Linked DNA regions of Sus scrofa: region 2 is linked to region 1. Evidence: chromatin contacts called from public HiChIP or PLAC-seq data. All regions are on one chromosome and are shown on one strand. The core of a region is the stretch at or near the end of the contact, and the rest is flanking DNA. Distances in the headings are between cores, read along the strand shown.

What was found. HiChIP or PLAC-seq counts read pairs in DNA pulled down with a chosen protein or histone mark.
Region 2: a contact with region 1 is called in an H3K27ac HiChIP or PLAC-seq map of alveolar macrophages. The contact joins the promoter of CD44 here to the promoter of SLC1A2 in region 1. A contact is called at or near these places in 1 of 47 Hi-C or Micro-C datasets (skeletal muscle) and 1 of 2 datasets of contacts at active chromatin or transcription factors (alveolar macrophages).

Annotation. Positions count from the first base shown.
Region 1 is chr2:25,601,090-25,607,762 of Sscrofa11.1, forward strand. It overlaps SLC1A2 (excitatory amino acid transporter 2), which reads left to right and starts at 2,803. Exons shown (of 11, transcript XM_003480708.4): 1 at 2,803-4,490. The coding sequence starts at 4,474.
Region 2 is chr2:25,880,112-25,886,784 of Sscrofa11.1, forward strand. It overlaps CD44 (CD44 antigen), which reads right to left and starts at 4,098. Exons shown (of 14, transcript XM_013994425.2): 1 at 3,850-4,098. The coding sequence starts at 3,952.

The DNA of each region.
Region 1 (6,673 bases), core at 1,553-4,052:
GATGGGAATCGTTGAGGCCATCTGGTGATTCCTTCCATGGTGTAAATACTGTCTTCTAATCTTTAGCAAATTGTCTGGTGAGGTCCCCTCTGCTAGAAGATCCTCCATGGTGGAGAGGGTCCTGCCAGGGAGCCACCTGTTCCAGTAACAATGACATTGTTATAACAATGGGTTGCATAGAAGAGAGGTTAAAGCAAGGTTCTGCAGGAAGACTGCTTGTATTCAAACACCAGTTTTACCCCATCTTCATCCCTTGGCACCGTAGACGCTTTCTCTGACTGCCTCCATCCTGCTCTCTTCCCCAGGGCGCTAAACTACAAGGATTGGCTATGAGTTGTACCAATGTGCTCTCTGCCCTCGCGCTTCCAGCTTTGGCCAATAGGGAGCCCAGAAGGGTGCAAAGAACAGGAGGGACATGAAGGTCAAGTTATTTATTCCCAGGCTCCCTTCTGCAGGTTGCCATGGCAACAAGGCCTCTGTTGGCCAGGTGGATCTGAGCACCCGCCTCGGGGTAGGAGGTTTAGGGTGAGTAATGGTGCCCCACTGTTTCAGTCTGTGGGGGCTGCACTACCCCCTTAGAGTTTCCCTACATCCTTCCCATCGCCTTCTAAACAACCCCTTTATAAACTCCACAGAGCTCCCTTAATTTGAAGACTCCATCTTTTTCTAGCTAGGACCTTGACCGACCCAACCACTTACTATCTGCATGATGTTGGGCAAATTCTGTTACCGCTCTTGGACTCAGTTTTCTCCTCTGTAAAATGGGGGCAATAACATCATATGCTGTACAAGGTCATCTTAAGAATAAAATGAGGGAGTTCCCATTGTGGCTCAGTGGTTAACGAATCCGACTAGGAAGCATGAGGTTGCGGGTTCGATCCCTGGCCTTGCTCAATGGGTTAAGGATCCGGCGTTGCCATGAGCTGTGGTGTAGGTCGCAGATGTGGCTCGGATCTGGTGTTGCAGTGGCTCTGGTGTAGGCCGGCAGCTGTAGCTCCGATTCGACCCCTAGCCTGGGAATCTCCATATGCCGTGGGAGCGGCCCTAGAAAATGCAAAAAGACAAAAAAAAAAAAAAATCAAACGAGGACATGTATATGTGTGTGTGTATATATATACACACACACATGTATTAAGGTACTTTGAACATGGAGTAAGAACCCAGGAAATGTTAGGGTAATATAATAACTACCAGAGGTCCTAGCTGAAACATTACCTTGATTCAGCTGTGGTAAACCACTTCTCAGAGCTTGGATTAGTCCTTAAGTCAACAATCAATAAAGCAAAAAGGAAAAAAATCCCTCAGAGTAAAAATGAACTTTGAACACCCCCAAGTCACCTAGCAAGGTATGATACAGTTTATTTCTTTGCATTTAGTCCTGCAGAGTAGTTTTTATTCATCCTAAGTTTGAGATCCTGTGAGTGAGACTTAAGAAAGGTAAATCTATATGCAAATGTCAGAGCATCCCATTCCTTCTGCTTTAGCCATAATCACAGAATCCCTGGAGGACACTGAGAGATACTAGGAAATTCCAAAATGTTCCTGCTGACTTGTGGGGTTGACTTCATTCTGTCCTCATACCAGAGCTTTATTGACTTAATGTGGGCTGGGAGATTTGTAGTTTGTGGTGAAGACGGAGAAGAATTAAGGGGGTCATCCTCTAGGCAGCTTTAGGGGAGGCTAGATTTTCATGTGGGCTCAGTGGGAAATTAAATGGGGTGGATGGTGCTGCTCCCACATGTCTAGGATGACCCTTTATTGAGCACCCAAGATGTGCGAGGCTCAGAACTAAGCCCTTCCTACACATTAGCTATCTTATTTAACTTCACAGCAACCATGAGGTGGCATTATTTAATTTTTATTTATTTTTTACTGTATTTTTTTTTATGGCTGCACCCATGGCATATGGAATTTCCCAGGCTAGAGACTGAATCCCAGCTGTATCTTCCTTTTGTCTTTCCAAAGGCTAAACACACCAGTTTGCTTCAACTACTCTTGGAGGCTGTGTTTCTGAACCATTTCTCCTCCTGTGCTTCCTGATGCTGGCTGCACAGCAGGATAAAAATCACATGGGGAAGTGAAAAACAAACAAACAAAAAATACAAACCCTGAGTCAGAGCCCTGCTCCAGACGGACGGAACCCAGATCTGGGAAGGTGGCCTGGGCATTATTGTTTTGAAAGAAACTTTCTCATTATATTTTAATGTGCAGTTAGTACTGAAAAGCACTGCTCCAATTTGCTTGAAAAATGAAGACCCTCTGGAGCGAGGAAAAAGAAATCGGTTCCTTCTAGCTAATGATTATTATCCAGAATTATCTGTGGCATATTCCACATAATTTAACAGGCCGCCTCTTTAAGGGCAGCTGAATGCAAATGTTTCGAAAGCATTGGATGGGATGTCAAGGTTCCCAAACATAGCCATTTACCGGGTGCCAGCCTCTAGTGGAAGAGATTTGCGTACCTTTTACATTTCATTTCTTTTTTTCAGCACTGAGAGGTTGGGAACGGTACTCCCATTTTGCAGATGGGATGAAAAGAAATTGAGGAATTTCCTCCCGGATTACTCCAGGGGAAGGTGAAGAACTAAGGCTTTCGGATAGCAGCAGTCGGCACTTCACCACGAAGCCGCGCGCGCCCTGCTGGGACTCGGGCTTCCCTGGCACAGTCCCCAGGATAAACTCCGCGAGCTTCTACGTGGCCCGCTGCTGCATTCGGTCTTCGAAAAAGCCTCAGAGCTGGAAAGCGCCTCTTTCTGGGAATAAGACTAGGGAGGCGGCGACGGAGGACGATACCCGTATCTCAGACCCTGCCCAGAGGAGCCCCGCAGGTTCTAAGGGACTGGCTTGCCGCACTGACATCGGCGCGCTGACACTTTGCAGATCTCTTTCTCTCAAGAGAGAGCCCTTTTAATTTTCACTTCGGCCCAGCAAAGGGGGTTAATTTGGCCCCATTTTCCAGACGAGGAAAGTGAGTCTTTCTCTCCCCGTAGGTCGCAGCGTGGGGAAGTGGTGGAGCTGGAGGTGTCCGCCTTGTCCCAGAGATAATAAAACCTGCACGGATTTCGTCATTATTATGCAAAGCCGGCGGGGAAGCTCCAATCCTCCCTTGACCGAGCCCATCTGTCTCCGCGCGCCGCCCCCGGGGCACAGAAGCCGACGGCAAACGGAGCCGAGTGGGTGGAAACCCTTCCTCTCCGCTTGCCTCGCCATCGCTCCGCGCCTTCTCCGCCAGCGCCCCCGAGGCCGACCTCCCTCGGCTTAAAAAAAAAAAAACTGCGGCCTCCCCAGCACCCCGCCAGCGGCCCCTAGGGAACTGCATTAATATTAATCCCCATGCATAATTGAAGGCCAGAGATTTATTCGGGCCGCGGTGGGGGAGGGCGCCCGGCTGGGCTGTGTTGTGGCCGCGCTACTCAAAAGCTTCGGCCGCTCGGGTTCCGCGGGGCCTGGTACCCAGGACGTGGGAAGTTGGGGCGGGTGTGCAGCCTGTGAGGATGAGCTTGGGAGTAATGTGAGTCTGAGCAAGTGTGCCAAGGAGTGAGGCGTAGCGCTGGGGGCTGCTCGAGGGAGGCGGGGACGGAGGGGCATCCCAGGTCTTCACGCCTTGGCTTGCGTTTTACCCACAGCCGGGTGACCCCGGGCCACGCGGGCTTGAGAGGAAACAATAGCGACTCCTTAGATCCTGGGCTCCTGCCACCGGCGGCCCAGGCCTTCCCAGGAGACCAGCGGGGCTTCTTATTTGGCTAGTTTATGGCGAGAGGCTGGGCGGGGGCGGGGGCGGGATGGCGGAGGAGGGACCGCGGCTGGAGCTGGGGGGCGAGGGGGCGGCAGTTAAAGGAGTCTCCCGAAGCAGAGGCGCTGGTGATGTCAGCTCTCTACTAAAATAGAGAGGGATCGCCCGCAAATCCCCAGCTCCAGCGGGGCTAAACCTTGCAACCCCTCCCCGGCCGGCGCTGAGCCAGGGCGCAGCGACCTCCACCGCCTCCCCCGGCGTTCACACCCACCGCACACGCGCGCACGCACGCACGCACACACACGTTCCCTTGCACACCTACCGCACTCGCCGCCCTCCCACCCCCCACGAGCCCGCGCTCCGCCACTCGAAGCGCCCCACACCAAACACAGGTGGCAGCGGCGGCAGGTCGTCCCTGCGCGCAGTCCCGGAGGCGGCGCCTCTCTCTTGGGGGAAACCACCCTCCGAGCCTGCAAAGCACCCAGCAAGGCACTACCGGAGCCGGCGGAGGGAGCGCAGGACGCGCGCAGCGGAGAGCGGAGACGCGGCTTAGCGCCGGCTGGAGCCTCCCGCGCCCCCTGAGGCGCTAAAGGGCTTACCCAGGAGGCGGGTGGAAGGGCGGGGAGAGGTTCCCCCTTAAATACCGCGCTCCGCCACACTCGTGCGCTCCCCCGGCACCCGGTCGCTCCTCGTCCGCCGCAGCCGGACCTTGCAGAAGAGGAGGGGGCGTTCCCCGAGCCATGGCATCCACGGAAGGGTAAGGGGGCTTTTCTCTCTACTCGCAGGGAAGGGGGAGGTGTGCGTGCGGGGTGGTGGTCCCTTATCCGGGATGAGAACCGAGAGACGCCGGCGCCCGGCCTCGGAGATGGTGGCAAAACGATGGCTCTGCTGGAAGTGGAATGGTGGGGAGGAATTGATTTCCTTTCCCGAAGCTTGCTCCTTAACCCTTTAAAGACGCGAGAGACCAAGGCTTGTTTTATTTTAATTAAAAAGGTTCGGTGGAGGTGTGAAAAAGAGTGACGAAAAATCCTCTTGAGGTTACTTTTGAGATTTAAAAACAATAAGCAGTCGGGCACCTTGAGAGCAGCAGACACTGCCCGGGGGAAGCAGCGCTTGGAGAGCGGCGGCGGCTGGAAGGTGGGGGACCAGCTCGAAATGAATGAGCTGGAAACAGGGACCGGGGCCGGCCGGGGCGGGGCGAGGACCTGCGCGCCGGCCTTGAATGTCAGATTTGCAGAGTTGCGGAGTAGATGCCGGGCCTTCTCTGATCTCTCCTTGTCCCTGGATGGTGGAATCTCCCTGGCCAGCTTTAAGGAAGAGTGGATGAGATTTGGGTGCTTCCCGGGAAGAGGCGGGAAAATGAGTGATTTGGGGCAGGGACAGTTCTGCCTTCTGTCTTGGACTTGTCTCCTGCCTCCGGAGGCTGCAGTTGGATGGAGAATGCTGACAGTGATCAAAGCAGCCGTCTTTAGCAAAAGGGACATAGAGCTGCAAGGAACCCTTGACTGTCTCAAAGGGGCCAGAACAAAGTCTCCGGACCAGTGTCTCCTAGGACACTTTCCTGGATTGGGAGTGTCTTAAAAAACGGGTTGGGCAGCTCAGACCTTTGATTAATTCACAGAAGTGCACTAACCCCTTGCAAGAGACCACTGGATCTACCTTCAATGGAAAGCAAATACCAGGGGATCCTCTGAGCACAGGTGGAGAGTCCTGGGTTCTGGAGCTTTCCAGAACTTCTAATAAATTTTACCCACTCTGGAGGCTTGTTTTGGGGGAAAGGTATGCACCTTTAAGTAGGAGTGTAGAGGTGCTCCAAAGTCAGATCTCTAGACATCAACCTCCAACGAAGGGCAGATATTTCTACAACTACCTCTCTGTGTCCAAGAGAAAGAATTCATCCCTTTCCTGTCCCCTGGAGTTCCTCCAATAGGGGACCGGCATCCTGTGGTAGTGTGAGATTGCCCTTCTCTTTTTTGGCCCAACAGTTTAGCAATGTAGACCTTTTTGATTATTACTTCTCCAAAAAAGTTGCTCCAGAAAGACACTTGTGTACAGGGAGGTGGCACATTGTGCTAACACAGACCTCTAGAATTAACTATTAAGAGCTCGTTTGTCTCAACCTCAATTTTTTCGCCTCCTTAATTAAATAGTCTTTCATGTTAGAAAAGATATAAAGGCATTTCTGGCTGCCTGCAGGTCCCTTAGAGAAAGAGAGAGAAATCTCTCTTCCTGTGAAGGCTAGATCTGGAAAACATTTGGGAAAGAGATTGGTGGTGGTAGTCTTTCAAATCCTGTGTCCTTATTTCGATGGTCAGATAGTAAAGAGTGAGATTAAGACAACAACAGAAACCCCCCAATTCAGTGTTTACCTTACCTTTGTCCTAAATGAGAGCTGTCAAAGGATTTGCCATTAAATATGGAGCAGAAGTGAGTATCAGTCTCTTTAAAAGACTCGCATTCAATGAATGCCATATTGTGCCCTGTGCATAATTAAGCAAAGATTGGGCGAAGAAATTTGTATTTAGGTGATGAAACAATTGAGAAAACGTGAAAGACTGGAAAACAAATATAGAAAGCGTGAAGACCCACTATCATTTCAGAGCAGCGACTGATGAGCAGGTGACGTTTTTCAGATGCCCTGATCTCTTCTGTTCGTCCATCTTTTCTTCCAGGTGCATTTACTGAGTGCTTGTTGGTGGGACCTCACCTGCTAGGCACTCTGGGCGGATAAAGACAAGACGTAGATGGTCTAGGAACCGGCTTGTAGAAGGCTGGTTCCAATCAAGGACTTTAATGAGTAAATCATTGCTCTGGTTTAGTGAGACTGTCTTGCCTCTTCTGATATCTTTGGTTAATATGCTTGGGAAAAGGGAAGTTCATTAAAAATCCTCAGGCTGGTTGCCTTTGTTAGCTTGTGTCTTCTAACAGGAATACATTGCT
Region 2 (6,673 bases), core at 2,848-5,347, 280 kb after region 1:
CAGAGGCAAAGAAATGAATCAAAGGAGAGCAGGCATTGGAGTCTAACACGGAGGATGTCAGACCATGAGGAACCCCAATTCCACCACTCCCTAGCAAGCAATCTCCCTGAACCTCAATTTCTTTTTTTTTTTTAAGTTTTTATTAAAGTATAGTTGATTTACAATGTTGTGTCAATTTCTGCCATATGACAAAGGGACCCAGTCATACATATACATACACTCTTTTTCTCCTCTTATCCTCCATCATGTTCTATCCCAAGATCAGTTTCTTTCTCTAGAAAATGGAATTTAGAAAGTGCTAAACAGCACAAGGATCTCTACTCAGTGCTCTGTAAATAACCTATATGGGAAAAGAATCTGAAAAAGAATGGATCTGTGCAAAGGTCTAATTGAATCACTTTGCTGTATACCTGAAATGACCACAACATTGCAAATCAACTATACGCCAATAAAATAATAAAAAAAAAAAAATGAAAGTGCTAAACGTGCATAGGGCTGCTGTGAGGCTTATACAGGATAACCTATTCGAAGCTTCTGGATGAATGCCTAGCCCAGAGTCAGTGCTGAGTAAATGATATTTGCTGGGGACTTAGGGCCCTACTTTGCACAGGAGCAGAGTGTCAGGCATTTAAATTTAAAGTTGGCAACACTCTCCAGCAACAACACTCCAGGAGACCCTGGACAGTGCAGAGGCTCCTCCCCAGGAAGCAATTTTGCTTGATGATAAGCTATCATCGAGAATAAGATAGCTCCTTATTCTTATATTAAAGTCAAACTGGGAATATTGTGGAGGAAAATGCAAAGTTGTATTGAGTGTTTTAAGATAGCATTCAAGGCATGAAACAAACATCAGTGGACCCATGCTCTCCTGCCCACTGACGAGGGCAGAGGTGGGGCTCACAGCAGTCCTGGAGGATCGAGGTATTTCAGAGAACTGAGGTTGGGAAAGTGTCCTGCGCTCACTCTCTGTCCGAGAGAGGGGAAGTCACTTTTCTCTTTGGGGATCTGTTTCTTCCTCGGGAAAAAGAAAGGGTTTTTCTAAATGATCCTTGGAATCCCCATCTCTGAGTCTATGGCAATGAGTCAAGAAATATTTCTTGAATGAATGGAAGGGGATCTGTCATAAACTAAGAATTTCATGCCGCCCAGCATCCTCTGCTGCGTGGGGCAATTTGGAAAAAGAATGGAAACTTTTCCTATGAGCTGCTAGCCTCAAACACACCTACTTGGCACCTTGCCTTGGCAGGAAGTAAGATGTCCGTTGTGTGTCTATTTGGGGAACATCTGAAGTAATTGATGCTAACTAACCTCAGCACTGATGGAGTTTTGCTTCCTTGCTTCTTTGCCTGGGACAACACAGCCAAAGTCCAACTCCTGGAAGAGGGGGTCTCTAAAGCTCAGAGGGATCAGCAGGCTGCCTGCCACCCCCAAACCCCACTACTGTCAGATGCACCCCTCTTTCTAAACACCAGGAGTGAAATTCCTTAGCAATGACCTCTCACCCACAGAGGAGAGGAGAAGGAGAGGGACGAGGGCTCCCCCCAATGCCCGCCACCCAGGGCTACTTTATTCCTCCCACTGTGACACCCAGTTCAAGAGATCTATTCTCCAGCTTAAAGAGTCTGGGTCCAATGCTGCTTGAGTGCATTCGGCCACATCGCCACTTCTTGCTCTCCAGTAGGGAGATGGGAGCTTTCTTCCTTCCCGAAGCCTCGCCCCTTCCCACAGTTTCCTCACTGTCCTCCAGAGCCCACTGCCTCCACTAGCAGCGGGGCAACAGCAGAACCTCCCCGCCTCCTCTTTCTCCTTCCCTTCTCTGCCTGCCCAGCCCAAGCCTGCTGTTAAGTCACGTCTCCTTTCCAAGTCTCAGTTCCTTTCAAACAACTTTACAAGCACATGAAAGCCTGGGCCCCAGCAGTTATTGCTACAGGCACTTTTGGGCGCTTCCTCCAAATGATGCTGCCCAAAGGGACCACAAAAACTCCGGGCAGGAGAGCCTGCTGGTCTGGGGAGGAACTTCAAGGGTCAAGACAGTGCTGAATATTGGGGGATGGGGCCCTTAAGAAGAATCAGGGCTACAGGATGGAGGGAGTCAGGAGTCAGAATTCTCAGAAACAAAGCAGAAGATGACACAGGAACATAATGTACAAATAAACTTCCTTAGAGGTCACAGAGACACCAACCTGGTTCCTCTTCACTGAGACCAGGCTCAGGGCTCCCCCTGGAATCTTCCCCTCTTCTCTCCCCGCCCCAGCATTTCTGCCTTTCCACGGCTCCTTGGAGGTCTAGTTCCTTGCCTTTGAAAGCCTCCTCTAAGGGCTCTGGTCCACCACGACCCCACCTTCCATAAAATCTTTTCTGAGAGTCTGTCTATGCCACACACCCAGCCTAACATATTCTGATTAAGCAATAGGCTCAGGGGTCTGGTTCACACGACCACCCATCCTTCTGGCTGTGTGAACATCAGCAAGTCACTTAACCTCTCTGAGCTTCACTGTGTTTCCCTCCTGTAAAAAAAAAAAAAAAAAAAAAAAAAAGGCTAACAACACCACACTGGGCCATCACAAGGGTGAAATGAGATAACCCAAGTCAAGAATTCAGCACAGTGCCTGGCACAGCAAAAGTGCATAAGAAATAGTAGCTAGTGCAGTCATCCCTATTAATATTAATTATTATGATCGGTGATTACTTTTGTTCTGTTTGAGGAATCTACATCTTAGATCCCCACATGTCCTTCTAATGCACCCAACTAGGATTGTGTCTTTTACTTTCTTGGTACTCCCAGGGTTGTGTTTAATAAACACTTGCTGAGTGGAATTAACCATAGGTTGAGCTGTTCTAATGACCCAGCTGGCACTTCTTAAAAGAAAAATAATTAATTTTTCTAGCGATAACCAAATCAGCCATGTAATTATCTGTACCTCTATAGACAAAAGAAAGGAATGCTTGGAGTTCAGCCTCACCAATACATCACACACAGCCTCTCCCCCCAACAGCCACTGAAGGGCATGGAGCCTATTGGGATGGGATATTGGCAGCCCCAGATCCAGGATTCCTGATGCCACCCTGGTGCCCAGGTTCCCCCATCCTGCCTAGAGGCTGCCAGGCAGGGAATACGAGCCACATCGCTGCTGGCTGGATTTCCCCTAACTGATCGGCAGAAGCAGGAGGTTGCCAGGACCTAGCAGCTGGCCCAGTCAGTGCCTCTCCTATTCACACTCCCTGACCCAGGCTGGCACCTCGTGGAGACCCAGAACCTTGCCACAGTGCTGGTTCAGGTTCCCACAGTGTTAAGATCCTTAGTGACTGGAGCCAACTGTAAGAGCCTTGGAACCCAGGACCCCTTTCTAGAAAGCTCATGGCCACCAGCCCTCACACATAGCCACTGTGCCCACCTCTATGGCCACCTCGCCAACAGCCCTGCCTCTGCCCTAGCCCCTGTCCCTGCCCTGCCCAGCTCTGCCCGGCCACAGCCCAGCCGGGCTTCCAGCGCCCTTGGGCACCAGAGCCTGTTAGTCCAGACGCGCGGGCTGTGCGCGCCCAGGAATACAGTTACTTTCTGCCTTGTGCTTCTAGGGCTCCAACAACCTCACCCAAAACTGCGCGCCACCGCCGGCAGCCTGCCCAGCAAACTTTTCTTCGTTCTTTCTCTTTTCAACAAAACGGTGCTTTCCACCAACAGGCTCTCCACCAGCTTAGCGCAAATCCGTGCCCGGCTCTCCTTCCCCAAATCCCAGCCGCTCGCCGCCCACTTGACTCAGGTGCCCCAGGGCCAACTCAACCCGCGCGACTGCCGGCGGGTCCCGGCCACTCCTGTCACTCCCTCCCACCGCCTCGGCAGGCACTCACCGATCTGCGCCAGGCTCAGCTGCACGAGGCAGAGTCCCCAAGCTGCGCGCCACCAAAAGGTGTCCATGGCGTCGGAACGACGGAGAGAGTGAGCGGGTGACATGGAAGGGCCGGGGCGCTGGGCGGGGGCCGGCAGAGCACTGGACGAGCAGGGCGCCAGAACCTGTCCGAGGCTGGGGTCCGGCTGGCAGTGAGGGCGCCTGGGAAGTTGGGTGCAGTTTTTATTCGAGGGTTGAGTGAGTGACCTAAGAGGGAGGGAGCGAGCGGAGGACACACCCAAGCGAGGGGGCTGTGACTAAGCAGCCGGCAGAAGTTTAAAGACGTACCGGCTCTCCTTGGCGCTGGCCTCGCTGCCCCCGCCCCCTTCTCCACGGAGATGGTAACACCGGGTGCCAAAGCGGGTGCCCCGGGGGGCCGCGGGGTTCCATCGTACCGGGAGGCACCGGCTTTCCGCTCCAGAGGCGACTGGGAGCCCAGCCTTTGGACGCAGCAGGGAATGACTGAGTCGTAAAACTTCAGCCCTTTGGGATCAGCCTCTGGCTTCTCCTCTTTACTGTTTCTCTTTGCATCTGGCTGGGGAGCTCTTCTCCCTGGGTTTTCAGAGGCAGCTGGATATTCTGGGAGAAGAGCTGGGACAGAGCCAGGTCCTGCCCTGGAGAGTGGTGCTTCCCTGCCCATGATGGGGAGCTTGTGATTCTTCCCAGGGAAGAGAGGAAGTGCACATTCTTCTTCCCTCGAAGGAGAAGGAAGTTCACAGCCTCAGGTGGATTTTTGATTCTTATCAGGACCACTCAGAGAAGGCTAATGATAACCAGCCACTGACCCACCTGTTATCATCCAGCCTCAGGCTGGCACCTGGAACCATCCACCCATTCATCCACGCACTCACTCACACACTCATTCATCCTCCCAAGTATCCTTCCATCCACTGATTCATCTCTCTACCCATCTTACCTTACCTCCCTCCAGGGCTCGTGCATCTGTCCATCCAGTAGACACTCACAGCCATCCATCCTTCTTTCCATGCATTTATCTAACCACATATCCTTCCAACCACCCTCTCATCCAGCTTCTCATCCAGCTGTCCTTAATCTTTTCATATTTCTTTGTTTTTTTTTTTTGTTTTTTTTTTTTTTTTTTTTTGTCTTTTTGCTATTTCTTGAGCCACTCCCGCGGCATATGGAGGTTCCCAGGCTAGGGGTCCAATCAGAGCTGTAGCCACCGGCCTACACCACAGCCACAGCAACGCAGGATCTGAGCCGCGTCTGCGACCTACACCACAGCTCACGGCAACGCCGGATCGTTAACCCACTGAGCAAGGGCAGGGACCGAACCTGCAACCTTATGGTTCCTAGTCGGATTCTTTAACCACTGCACCACTACGGGAACTCCTCATATTTCTTTGTAAATCCACATCCATCTATACACTGTCCTCGTCTCCTTCCATCCACCCGTATATCTCATCATACATGTATCCATCCATTATTCGCCCATCCACCCATCCATCCTCCACATATCCATTCACCATTTTATCCACCCTCTCACCCACCCATGCGTCTATCCCTTCTTTCTTGCTGCCATGTATATTCCTATCTATGCAAGGGTTAATCCACTTTCCTCCATCTAGGCTACCCAACAAATCTCGAAAGGAGGAGGAAATTGTCATATTCTTCAGGGGAGGCATAAACCCTACCTTATATCACACTGTCATATCTATCCGTAATATACTGTGATTTAATATGTGAAATGCAGAAGCAGTATTTGTTGCTCATGTGGACTACTGAAAGTAAATCTTAATGGAATTCTTGCCTGGTGAGACATACAGAAAATGACAGTGGTTACCAGTGATTCTGACAAAAAAGACCCTGAAGGAGCTGTGCCAGAATTTCTGAGGGAAAGTAATTACCTTTTGATTGTGGAGAGCAGTTTGGAATGACTTGAACATTTGATCAGAGGAAGAGGTTGAGGGGGGCCAGCAAGACATGAGAATTAGTGGGGTGAGCCATTTCTAAGTTTTACTGGGAAGATCGAGCTTGATTCCTAAGAAATAGGGAGCTAATATAAGCTTATTATTATTGTTGTACTAAAATAGACATAACATGAAATTTGACATGCTAGTCATTAGGTAGCGTTTAGTACAGGCACAAAATTACGCAGCCATCAGCAAGCACTGTTTTAGTTCAGGCTGCCGTAACAAAATACTATAGATTAGGTGGCTTAAAGAACAGAAATTTATTTCTCACAGTTCTGGAGGCTGAGAAGTCCAAGATCAGGGTGCCAGGATGGTACAGTTCTGGTGAGAACACTCTGGTTTGCAGGCGGTCATCTTGTCAGTTTTCTCCTAGCCTCGCAGGGGGGCGGGGGGTGGGGGCAGAGAGAGAGGGAGCTTGAGGAGGACAAGCTCTTTTGTGTGTCTCTTCTTATAAAGGCACTAATCCCATTCATGAGGGCTCCACCCATATGACCTAATTACCTCTTAAAGGCCCCACCTCCTAATACCATCACACTGGGGTTAAGATTTCAACGTAAGAATCTATGGGGGGGGGGGGTGTTCCCTTCCTGGCACAGCAGAAACGAATCCGACTGGGAACCATGAGGTTGTGGGTTCGATCCCTGGCCTCACTCAGTGGGTTAAGGATCCAGCATTGCCATGAGCTGTGGTGTAGGTCACGGAGGCAGCTCGGATCCTGCCTTGCTGTGGCCCTGACAGGCTGGCAGCCATAGCTCCAATTGGACCCCTAGTCTGGGAACTTCCATATGCCACAGGTGCAGCCCTAAAAAGCAAAAAAAAAGCAAACATCTAGCTAATAAACACTATCTAGTT